Regions from separate parts of the Rattus norvegicus genome. Here region 2 is linked to region 1. A link is a contact called in public Hi-C data. All regions are on one chromosome and are shown on one strand. The core of a region is the stretch at or near the end of the contact, and the rest is flanking DNA. Distances in the headings are between cores, read along the strand shown. Region 1 holds the start of Plpp3 (phospholipid phosphatase 3). Region 2 overlaps LOC120102941 (a long non-coding RNA gene).

Region 1 (6,552 bases), core at 3,509-6,008:
TAACCAAGCAAGGGAACCTGGGAGGCACCTGCTGTGCTTGCATAGTTGTTTGGGTTTGATTATTACACAAGGAAAGTCAGAGGAGACTTTCAGCCAAGGGGTGGGGCCAAGCAGTTACCACCAACTTAGGCTCATTTTCATTAAGTCTTTGGTCGAATCTGAGTGTCTAGAGCACATCTTCCAGGATATTCACAAAACTGTGAAGAGCTAGGAGTTCAAGACGATCGAGTCTCTCTCCTTTGCTGCCATAGTAAGAAATCTATGTCCAGAAAGTAAATTTGCCCAAATCACACACACAGCGAGTAGTCAGCACAAGGTCAGGACTCACACCTCTGGGCTGCTCACTTTTGCTGTCCTAGAAAAAAAAATACAGAGATGTTTTCTTCCTCTCTAGGAGGTGTAGGTCCTTGTGTATTGGACAGTGGCCTGGGATTTTAGACATAATCTCACCCAATAAGCCATTTTGCAGTGCAAAAAAGCTAAAGCCTATGGAGAAATCAGTGCGTCCACAAACATGGAACTAGATTTGGAGTTAGCCAGCCGCCTTCTAAGAAACCTTAGTTTCCATGTTAAGGTTTCCGTTTCGTTCTCTATATCCCACGTCCCCCCCGCCCCCATCATCAAATAGTACAAGAGCAATGCAGAAAAATGCGCAAATAACAACAATGGCCCTTCATGTGCCACATGAAGCCAGCAGTAAGGTTACCATCACGACTATTTAATTGACAATAAAAACAGTCAACATTTTAGGAGAACCAGATTGAATGTGTGGTTATTAAACAACTACATTGTGCACTGCTGATAAGAAGAATTAGAACTTGTTTATCTTCCTGCTTTGGTCCAAATGGATGATGCCCCAGGAAAGTGAAGAGGCAGGCAGCTCTGTGGCTGAGCTAGAGGGATTTGTCATGAGGTCCCAGTTTCAGGAGTCTCCAAATGGCATAAAGGACTCTGCTTATGCTGAGAATCAGGGAAGACTGAAGCTAACTTCCTTGAGAGGAGCCTTTTCTATACCGTGGAGATGGCTTTATAAGTGGTAATGTATATGAATTGACTTGTGTTTTTATTTTTATTTTTTTTCCTGAGCTGGGGACCTAACCCAGGGCCTTGCGCTTGCTAGGCAAGCGCTCTACCACTGAGCTAAATCCCCAACCCCTTTGACTTGTGTTTTTAAAAGAAGCCAATAGGGCTGGAGAGATGGCTCAGTGGTTAGAGCACTGACTGATTCTTCCAGAGGTCCTGAGTTCAAATCCCAGCAACCACATGGTGGCTCATAACCATCTGTAATGGGATCTGATGCCCTCTTCTGGTGTGTCTGAGCTACAGTGTACTTATATGTAATAAATAAATCTAAAAAAAAAAAAAGAAGCTAATAGAACATAAGACAACAGGATTGTCTGTGGTTCTCATGGCACCCCACATACCAGAACTAATGTGAGGGGAAAGTGAGAAGGGGTACCCCACTTAAACAAGAGCAAAGCAAAAAGGGTTTCAGAAAACCTACTAGGCAAAGACTTGTAGTTGTACTTAAAAGCAATCGGTGCAGAAAGGTAACTGTTGATGACCAGTAAGCTCCCAGCAGTGTTCTCTCATATGGGATTCTCTTGGCTGTCAAACAAGGGTGGACTTTTTGCTTTTCACCCAGAATTTAACATTCCCAAAAGGTATGTGAAGCAGGTTACACTACTCGAATATTTCCACTTACATAACAGGCACATCTCAACATCAGCTTTTAGTTTTTCCAGATACTAGGAGATGAGGCTCGGTCTATATTCCTATGGGAGAATAAACCAAAAACTGTCTCTCTTCCTAATATATTAGTACCCTGTAATGCAGACCATATGATCAATAAACTGTAGAAAAATTAAATCATACTGACAGTCTCAGGCAAAAACTGAACCAAGTAGAAACATTTTTTTTTTTTTTTAGGACGGCAGTGTGTGGAATATTAAAATCACATGTTGCATTATTAAATCTTCTTTTGGAAGCCAAGCAGAGTTATGTTGCATAACCACCTCAAGATACACGTTAAGCTTACAGATAGTCTTTCCAATTAAAGGTATTAGGAGGCATTTCATCAGTAATACTGTCCTGTAGCTTGTGCTTATGCTGAAGTTTGACAACTGGCTTAGAAGGCTCACTCCAGAGAGGAACTTGCTACACATAAAGAGCTGAAGCCCATGCACATGCACCACACCCCTAAATTCCACCCTGAACACACAGAAAGACATCTTGGGGTGTCACTGTCCCTGCTTACACTATAGTTAGCAGGCATTACTCTCTGCATGTTGCTTAACACTGTTTTCTTCTAATAAGAATGCAACATTTCTTAGTGCACACATTCCCCCCACCCCCCAATAAGAAGAAAGTCTAGAAGGGAGAGCAATGGCTGTTGAAATCCAGCTTTGCTTCCTGACGGTAAAGCAAGAGGCAGGGGGACTTGCCAACATAGGCATCAGAGAAAGCGCTGATCCCACCCACCTAGGAGACACTCAAACCCTGGGAGGCCTCAGCCAAGATAGCTGCACACAGCTTCCACTAATTTAGTGGTCTCCCCCGTACTCCCCTCACCCCAGGACCTGGAAGGATCTTTTAAAAATTCAACAACTTGATTATAAGACCTTAAGTACTCATCTGGTTCACTGTGCATGATAATAAGCCCGCTGTCACCAGGAAGGCAGGCCCCCCAGTGACAATTCCCCTGAATAGCATCCTAAGGGTGAACAGAGAGGAGAAAGGGATCTACATAACTATAGAAAAACTCCCCTAAGGGGTTGGGATTTAGCTCAGAGGTAGAGCGCTTGCTTAGGAAGCGCAAGGCCCTGGGTTCGGTCCCCAGCTCCGGAAAAAAAAAAAAACCTCCCCTAGCCTTTCAGACTGTAATCTTCCCTCCAACGGTCTCTACCAGAAGAGAGCCATTCTTAATTTTAAATTCTAAGAAACACACCGGCTCACAAAATTCTATGTGGGTAGTTGGGCAAGAACAAGAGGCCACTGCCTAAGAGTCCTCAGTAAGGGGAGCTAAGCCAGGTAGCCACAGTCAGCCCCGACAAAATCCCTTCCAAAGGGATGGAGTCTCCGTGCAGGAGTTCTATTTTGGGGGAACTGAACTGGGAACACAGATGTTTCTTCCGTTAGCAGTGCTGGCAGAACAGCTCCTGGACGGCATCCGAGTTCTTAATGCAGGAAGGGGCCTCACAGACCATCTACTTGAATCCACTCATTCAACTGAGGAGGAAACTGAGGCCAAAGGGGTAGTTAGGTGGCACGCCCAGCTGGTAGCAGCGGGGCGATGCTCTGGTGACAAGTTTTGCATACTTTTACATCAAAAGTCGCTTTAAAGGAAAAAGTCCCATTTTTACTTCAACCCTGGAACTATGGTGGATTTACGTCAATTGCTTCTCTCTTCCCCCTAGCCTGGTTCAATAAATCCTTCTCTCTTTCCCACTCCAATTCCTGTGCCTCCGGCTGCCCCTTTCAGCTGAAGTTTTCATCTGTTCTGATAAACAGAACGCTAGGGCCTCAACTTTGAGGCAGTGTAGCTCAACTGTGGCCCCCAAGCAAGACTGTGACTGCCTTTCTTTCAGTGGCCTCCCGGCACAAGTGAGCTAGTTTAAAACTGATGCCCGCGAAGCGGTCTATCATCCGGCACACAGTAGGCGCTCAACAAGTGATGTGCTCCTTGTAGCCCAGCACCTGGGTAGAGCCACGTTCCACCCTCTGCGGCTTTCAGCCAAGCGAGTAGCGAGTGACAAGGCCAGCTAGTGCGACTGGCCCTGCAAGGCAGCGCGACGGAAGGGGTGGATGTTTACATGCAGCCGGGGCCAGCAGCGCCACTCCGGTAGGAGCCCGCCTTGCCGGGAGACCGAGATGGGTCTCACTCGCGGACGCAGGGCGGAGAGCCACAGGTTTCCTCCAGATCTTGGAGCTCGAGCTCACACCTCCTTAGGGGTGATCTTCAGCTGGGAGTCCGTCACCCCTAAGGAGGTGGTTCCAGCTACCGCGAAAGCACAAGCACGCCCCAACTTGAAATCGCAGGCCGGGATTGAAATTGGGGTCCGGGAGGGCGGGGAGCTCGCGGCCAGCACGGCGCCCGGTGGTGGGGGAGATGGCTGCGGGACCCTGGGGGCTGACAGCGCGGCAGGGCCCGGGGTCGGGGGCCGGGAGGGGGGGTTGGGTGGGACTGGTGGGGCTGCGCTCACCCATGAAGAGGCAGAAGAGGTCGAGGCAGATGAGCAGCACCCGCTTGCTGCCGCCTTTCCTCGGGTTGTTGTTGAGCGCCGGGCTACCGCCGTTCTTACTCTCAGGGACGATCGCCTTGTCGTACTTGTAGCTTTGCATGGCGCTGGCTGCGGGGAGCCTCCCGGGGCGCTGCGGGCCGCCGCTGCTCAGGAGCGGATCTGCGGGCTCGGGACGCGGCGGCGAGTGTACAGCCCGGCCGAGTAGCTCCAACTGCAGACGCGGGTAGGTTTCCCCCTGAGCGCCTCTGCTTTCCTCTCAACCCCAAACTGTTCGCTAGTCCAAAGGGAAGAGAGCCAAATCCCGAGCAGGAACTTTTGCAAAACTGTGCTGTCCCGGACGCGCCGGGCTGGCGTGCGTCTGCGTGCTGAAGTTTGCGAGTGGGCAGCGTCGGCGTCCGGCCACGATCCTCCGCAGCTACTTAATGAATGGAGCAGCGCGGAGCCCTGCAACTCCGCAGCGTCCTGCAGCTAGCTCTCCACAGCGTCTGCCCAACTCCAACTCTGCCTCCTCCTTCTGCTCCTCCTCCTGCTGCTGCCGCCCGGGCTGCCGCTGTGATCGCTCGGTTTGTTTTCTGAGCTTATATTTCACGAGCGCCTTTAAAAGGCGAGGGGGGAGGAGAGGGACCTCCTTACTTGGCTCCAACAGGGTTCTGAAAGCACAGCCCCTTCCTTAAGCTGCCTAAAACGTAGGATAATTAAGGCCACATTTCCCCCACCCCCTTTCAAAAAAAAAAAAAAAAAAACCTGAAAGAAAAAGTTGCTCTCAAACCAGAGAATCCGGGAGCCCCTAGCGTTCAGAAACTCCAAAGCATCACAAAAGGGGGGGAAAACCATATAAATAAAAAGAAGCACTTTCTTGCTGGCCTTTGATTAGATGTGGGGAGAGGGTCGGTGGGAGGTCTACAATACTAAAATGCTTGCTTGCCTGCTTGCTTGCTTGCTTGCTTTATTTATTTATTTATTTATTTATTTATTTATTTATTTATTTACAAATTTCAGCCTTGAGTTGAATTATCCTAAAAATACAATTTTCAATTTAAGGTGGGTTTGTTGTTTTGGTTTTAACGTTCAGCACCGGATAGTTGTGTTAGATTCGGAAGATCCTGTGGTGTAAAAGATTCCGGAGCCAGACCCACCCTTCCCCACCGTCCCACCCACCCACCTCTGCTCTAGAATCCTGACTATGTCTCTGTGCCTTCATTTCCCAGCGAGTAGACTGCAGTCACGGAAGTATTTCTCCCCAGGCAGTCATGGTGGGGGAGATAACTGATTATTTCACACGCGCTTCTGTAAGAGAGCTTGTACACCAGAAGAGCTTCGTAAGTTGGGCCAATACTTCTATTTCTGAATTGGAAAACCAAAGCCAAGCCCACCCCCCTCTGCTAGTCCAGCTGGCCTCCAGCATACCCCAGCCTATTTGGCCTTGACTTTCAAGGAATCTGCTGTTTCCCCTTGAATGTGCTGATGATCCTCATGATGTTGATTACTTTTATATGAGTTGATCCCCACCCTCACCCCACCCTGGTCAAGAAAGAGAATTAACATTTGAAAGGCCCTTACACCTTCAATAGTATCTAGCCTGAGCGTACTACAATGTACAAAAGCACATTTCTTCCAAGGGTCGTTATAATACCGAGATGGAAATGGTTCCACCGTTCTAGCATTGTTGTTGTTTGTTTGAGACAGGGTCTCTCTATCTTTATATAGCCCTGGCTGCCTTAGAACTCACTTTTAGACCAGGCTGTCCTCAAACTCACAGAGATCTGCCTGCCTCTGCCTTTCGAGAGCTGGAATTAAAGGCAACTGGTTCTAGCTTTTAAAAAAAAGATGACTTATGTATATATTATTCTATATCAATCCGTACAGATTAGTGTTTTGCCTGCATGTATGTCTGTGCACCATGTGCTACCCACAAAGGCCATAGGGCTGTCAGATCCTGGAACTGGAGTTACAGATGTTTGGGAGCCAATGTGTGGATCCTGGGAACCAAATCTGGGTCCTCTGAAAGAACACTAATTGTTCTTAGTCACTGAGCCATCTCCCCAGCTCCAAGTTCTAGCTTTTGGATACGCAGTACAAATCTGACTGCCTTATTGAACCATTCTGTAACTCTGTATCCCACCGTCAGCCCCCTGGAGCATCCCTTTCACTGCACAGCCCTGCCTCCTACCCTTCTGCCTATGTTATAAGCCTTCCTCCCAACTAGCGAACCATTTCCCCTCTGGTGCACCCCGATCTTTCACCCTCTCTCCTTGTCCTGCTTGATTCCTGCACAGAATTAATTTTACCTTCAATGTTCTGTCTAGGCCAC
Region 2 (5,987 bases), core at 976-3,475, 750 kb before region 1:
ATCAACCAAGTGTCTCCACTGCTACACTCCCAAGCTCCGTCCCACACTGCCGGCTCCTTTGGGTCACATGGACTCTGAGGGGGTTTTTCATCTTAAAGAGCAAAGTGTCTCAACCAGACTCGCCACCTCCTCACGCTGCCATTCCCGTTACTCTCTAAGCCCCGCAGAAGCCGCCCTCTTGCAACTCTCTTGCTGCCAACTCTCTTGCTGCCGGACTCTGCTCACATTCCCAGCATCTGCCCCCTGGGGTTATAGTCACAACTCCCAGTAACCCTTTAACATCAAAACCCAGTAAGCTTGTAATTTAGCAATCAGATTTGTATCTTAAATCATCAATCCATAAAACGTCCACACAATAAACTCATAACCAATTGATAATGATATAAACTGTCCACCAAGATAAGAGAAATTGTCCTATAAAAATCCATCCCTTAAGAAATATTCGTAACTACCTGTGGCCATTTAAGGCCACACGGATCTGGGTCGTCCTTCCCTGCCTCCATCTTGGTTCTCCTTTTCTTTCTCCTCTCTCCTGCCTTACGAAAACCCTGTCCCCACTTTACTTTTTCACTGCCCCATCCCAGGCCTTGCCTTACCTTGTGTCAACCCTCACCTGCATATAGACATCAACTACAGTTCCCAACTACCACTCACACATAGACCTTTTTAGTAAGGTCGCAGCTGCTCAAGCCAGAAGTTTAAGGTAGACTTTCCCTGTCATTTCTGTCACAGAACTTTCTTTCTCCACAATCTTCTCTTTATCTTCCTGTGATTTCTTCTAACCCAAGATCACAGACCTTATGCAGGATTTAGTAGTCATTGTGTGGGCATTGTTGGCCACATAACTCAGAAAGCTACCACCATCTCCAGTTTAGGAGTGGCTTGACAAAACAACTCTGGCAGGGTATCATCATCTGGCATGGGATTAGGCTTGTGACCCAAGTGGCTTAATTAGACTTAGGAGGGACATATTTTCTTTCTTTCCTGCTGGATATGAGCAAGGAAAAATACAGCCCCAATTGCCTCTGGCAGTCATGGGACTAGGAGGGGAAATGGCTTTACAGTGACATGAATAGGCACATATGCACACACACCTTATATATAAAACTAGCTATATACTCCCTGACATATAATGGATTTATAATAAACATGCAATAAATGAGAATGGAATGAGTGCCTCATTACTTGACTGGAATTGATTTAATTTGGACTCTCTAGAACAGCTGCTTCTGAAAAGGCTTGGTGGAGGGTTTAGAGAGAGCATGGTCTTTGTTACAATGACTCAGTTTTGTGGTGATAGAGAAAAACGAATCATAAACAATATATAAATAAATGACAAGGGCTGTGTTTCAATAAAACTTTACTTATAAAAATAGACAAAGGGCCTGATTTGTCCCTTGGGCTGTTTTCTACTGACCTATGGTGTAAATGGTGAGTAGGGTATTAGAACTATTGGACGGGATTAGGATTGACAATTTCTGGTCCAGCTGAAAACTCCCAGGCTCTTTGGACAGACATAACTAATCAATAACGACCCTTTCCATGATGGAACGAATTTGCTGCCCGCCTCACACTTCAACCTAGCACCCTCAGCTGACCCATCAGTACTGGTGTGCCTCTTTGCTACCCATTCCAAAACAGTCCTCTTAGTTGTTTACAAAAGCTGTGGTTGGGAGCTTGCAGGTATTGTAGGTTCTGCTGTGTGACCATTATCTTAGCCACTTTCTGTCTAATGTTGGAATAACTCCAACGTTGGGAATTTTGCTGACAGAAACATGAGAAATTAACCTCTGTAAAGATTCCATCAAGAGAGCCTGCCTGCTTTGCCTCTCTCTGTGTGTTTGTGATGTGGTCAGTTAAGCAAGGGATAATAATGTAAGCCAGTTGTGATAACAGAGTTAGAGCTGAGCTTCTGTTTGTCCCCTACCACCTTGTGAGTTACTGAGCGCAGTCCTTGGTTCTTGTGGCGAACAGTGACATCCCATTCCAGATGCCCTCTTTCCTCCCGTAGTGCCACTTGTCAAAGTGTCCACGTGTACCCCCTTTTACCTTTCACTTTTCCTTTTGAGGCTCCTGACATGTTTAATTCCCTGGCTAAGCTCTCTCCCTGTCTAAATGTTGCCACCCTTGCCATAGAATTTACTTTCTACACACATAAAACCGAACCTGGACATTTTCTCTAAGGTGAACTCTTGAGCAATTGCCTTCAGAGCAGCCATCCGTCCTGCTGGCAACAATGCTCCGAGAGTAAATTCTATTTCGTGGACTTAGCACTATCCATTATAGATCAGATTTCACTGAAGGCAGCTGTGTCAGCAGAAAAAATACCTCTTTTCTGGCTTTGTGTCTGTCCTGTCAATCAATCAAAGGGAGGAGGAAAAGAAACAACAATGAGACATCAGCTCGTGCTGGTCATGTGTGGAGTATGTTCACACTCAGTTCACCTTCAAAGTGAGAGTGATTAATCTTGTTCTGCTGGTGGGGAAATGACTAAATGAAAAGAGAGAGGAGGCTGGAGTAGATTTTATGAATTCTAGTTGTATCAGCCAGGGCCCTCATGGCTGCATATGTGCATGAATTGCGCACTTATGGAAATATGTATGCATACTTTATATCTTGTTATCTGTCAGTCTGCCTATCATCTACCTACCTACCAATCATCATCTATATCGATATTTGTCATCTATCTACCCATCTTTCCTCAATTTACTCTATCTATCTATCTATCTATCTATCTATCTATCTATCTAGCCATCCATATCTATCTATCTATCTATCTATCTATCTATCTATCTATCTGTTATTATTATTATTATCTAGTCATAATTTATCTAGCTGCCTTCTATCATCTGTCTATTACCTACCCACATCTATTATGCGTCTGTCTGTCTATCAGAAAGGTTTACTTTACAGAATTGGCTCATGTCATGGCAGCAAGTCTGTCAGGTGGCTGGAAAATCAGGTAAGAATTCTAGAGTAGACATGGATCTCAAATCTGATAGGCAAGACAGCAGGTCGGAAACCTAGGCAAAGTTCCTATGTTGAAGTATCATGGCAGAATTCTCTCTCTGGGATACCATGAGATCTGTGCTAAAGTCTTGAACTGAATGAGGCCCACTCATACTGTGGAGGGGATATGCTTTACTAAAGTTACCTGAGAAAACTTTTAATAAATATTAATTATATCTGTAAGACATCTTCATAGCAATGTTCATACTAGTGCTTGACCAGAAGACTGGGCATCGTGCCCTAACCAAGTTCTCACACAAAATTAGCCATCTCAACAGGTTTGGATTTTGCTTGTTCTATTTGTTTTTTTTCCTATTTCTTTCTTTGTCGGACTTCGGAAAGCTTAGAAAGACGGCCGCATTCAAACCTGACACAGCTAACCCGTGTTAGCTCTTAAGCTAGCTAAGGATTTGGACCTGAGGGACAACTTCCATTTAATGAACATGGATATACTATCCTGTCACAGGAGACACTTAATTTGCCTGGGATTCTGAAGTGACTCTGTTGGAACTTTAATGCTTTTAGAAAATGTTCGGGTACCCAGTGTGAAATCTCTGTTTCTTCATCTTCTAGTGATGGCTTCCTGTACTGCCTTGCTGTGGTGAACAGTGCACTTTCTACTGTTTTCTTGCTGGGTCTTACTCTGACCCTTTCCCTTCTCAGCCAGTACTCACAGGAGTAGAGTCCAGGTGGTCCATCCCTTCACATAGCTATTTTCTCTGGACCATCCCCAAGTCTGCAGCGGAGCCTGCTCTGCACATACTGAGTCTGCTGCCTTTTGGACTGACTGCCCAGCTATCTCTAAGCTTAAGCAGCCTGGGCTGACATCTCATTTCCTCGTGCCCAGGATTCTGGACACTACATGGTGCACCTTTAATAAATATTTATTCAGCATCAAGTAAAGAGAAGAACGCAGCTCTCGATATTTTTTTGTCAACCTTCCAGGAAAAATGAGGTTGCTTTTCTTTTTTTCATCCAAGTAAATGACTGTCTGTGCAGGAGTTCCTCCAAGTGTTTGCCATTGTATCATGAATGTTCTCATGAGGAGCAATTAAGAGCCAAGAGGTGACTCTCATCAGTGGAATTTGTGTCAAGCACATAATTTTCCTTCTTCTCAAGAGCAGAACCTAGTGAGCTATCCAGGGCCCAGCACATGAAGAATGGTTTGCCATGCAGCCATTGCCCCATGGACTCGCTCTGAGGCTGCTCTAGGAAGGATGACAGCAAGGTGACAGGTATGAACATTAACCACTTCAAGGTGGTCTCGGTCTCTCTTACTGTCCCCAGGAGCCCATTGCTGTTGCAGATGTGACGCAGTGTGTGAGGAGACAGTGATGTATCTGTGTTTAGTCTGAACTGTCCAGCATGGCAGCAGCCCTGTGAGGGCAGCTGCCCAGAAGATGGAGGAAGAGGTGCGTGTGACTCATCATGCGCAGCAGGCCACCTCGTCTTTCCTCAGCTGCCAAGACCACAGCTCTGATCACCATATAATGGAATTTCTAATTTCCTCTTTTCAAAAATAAATGAGATATGTCCTCTGCATTGGGGAACCATAAAGGATTCAGTTCAAGTCCATTTCATTCAATAGTGTCATGATACTTATTTTAATGTCTTTGAATATTTATTCAGGCTGTGAGCCACGCATTAGGAGGCAATTATGAACAAGAAGCCATAAGCCTTGCCCTCAGGGAACTTACAGTCTAATTGGGGAGCTTCTCAAAGGAGGGAATGCAGAACTGGGGTCTGCCTCCAGCAGCTCCTACCACATCTAGAGCATTGGCCCCATGCTGGACACTCAGTCAGGCATTCTACGCGTGTCACTGTCCCCTCATGCTATCGGCACAATAATCTTTTGAAGTAGACTGTGTAATGATCTAGTAAGTAAGAAAACAGCCCTCAACTCCTTAACAGATTCATTCAAAAGCTTTAAGTCAGGGACAAGAGACTTAAACTTAGGACAAATATCTTTGGAGCCTAATCAATTTCTCATCGCTATATCTGGCTTCTAGGTATATCTACGTGGTCAACCTGGTTGTGTGTTCATCTAAATGCCATAGGTAGGTACATGGAAGACTCAGAGGAGGCCTAGGGAATGGGGACTTGGGTCTAGTATTTAAAGACTGTAGAAGTCCATCCTGGGGAAGACTATAGCCCATCTATAGAAAGTACTATAGAGCTGGGCACAGTGCTGTGCTGGAATGTGTAATGGTTTAGAGCAGTGGTTCTCAACCTTCCTAATGGTGCAGCCCTTTAATACAGTTCCTTGTGGTGACCCTCCGAACCATAAGATTTCTTTTTTCTACTTCATAACCATAATTGTGCTACTGTTATGAATTGAAATATAAATATCTGATATACAGGATATCTGATATGTGATCCCTGTGAAAGCGTTATTCACCCCTAAAGGGGTAATGAATCACAAGGTGAAAAATGCTGAGGTAGTGTCATGGGAGATGGGGAGGAGACGTAGAGAAAGAGGCTTCCAATGAGGATGGGGAGCCAGACTCACAAGAGGAGTTCTGACTGTTTCTAAAGGGACAGAAACGTAGACTGTGTTGAAGTATAAGGGCAATGAGATAACAAATCCAAGAGGCAAAATATTGAGTTGGCCAGTAGAGGGAGACCTAAAGTGCAAGTCTAGGAGCTCATTGGGATGCCACTGTTGGTCTCCGTCAGCTTCTGTGCCCTGCCTCTGACGTGCGTTCGTCTTGGGAACAGCTCATCAGTAGTTACGTTTTTTTAAGGTAGAAATAATTTCCCCACATTTCCCCTGTAAGTACATCAGCATGATTCTATTCCCTAATTGCATGAGGAAATAAAAAACCATATTTATGTAAGTATAAGGACAAGGCAGGGGACATTGGAAACATGGCCCAGACCACTTATCTACATCAAAGGAACTATTTCTCTACATGCTAAAAGGGCTGCCAGCAGACAGCCCTTAGTCCCTTTTCAGGAACACAGTCACTTCTCGCAGC

What was found. Hi-C and Micro-C count contacts between places; a contact is called where the count stands out from the background.
Region 2: a contact with region 1 is called in a Hi-C map of liver, with 10 times the contacts expected there. The contact joins the enhancer-like site here to the promoter of Plpp3 in region 1. A contact is called at or near these places in 9 of 12 Hi-C or Micro-C datasets (the A7r5 cell line, Schwann cells, frontal cortex and 5 more) and 1 of 1 datasets of contacts at active chromatin or transcription factors (oligodendrocytes).

Annotation. Positions count from the first base shown.
Region 1 is chr5:125,154,206-125,160,757 of GRCr8, reverse strand. Plpp3 (phospholipid phosphatase 3) reads right to left here and starts at 4,758. Exons shown (of 6, transcript NM_138905.2): 1 at 4,203-4,758. The coding sequence starts at 4,341.
Region 2 is chr5:125,900,174-125,906,160 of GRCr8, reverse strand. LOC120102941 (a long non-coding RNA gene) reads right to left here. Exons shown (of 4, transcript XR_005504921.2): 4 at 4,444-5,987. Among named protein-coding and RNA genes, the nearest start is that of Rpl32l3, 29 kb to the right of the region's middle. Within about 2 kb of position 2,225, at least 6 of the 93 cell types and tissues checked have an H3K27ac peak or open chromatin away from gene starts, as enhancers often do. A contact at or near this core is called in hepatocytes and liver, where this site is marked.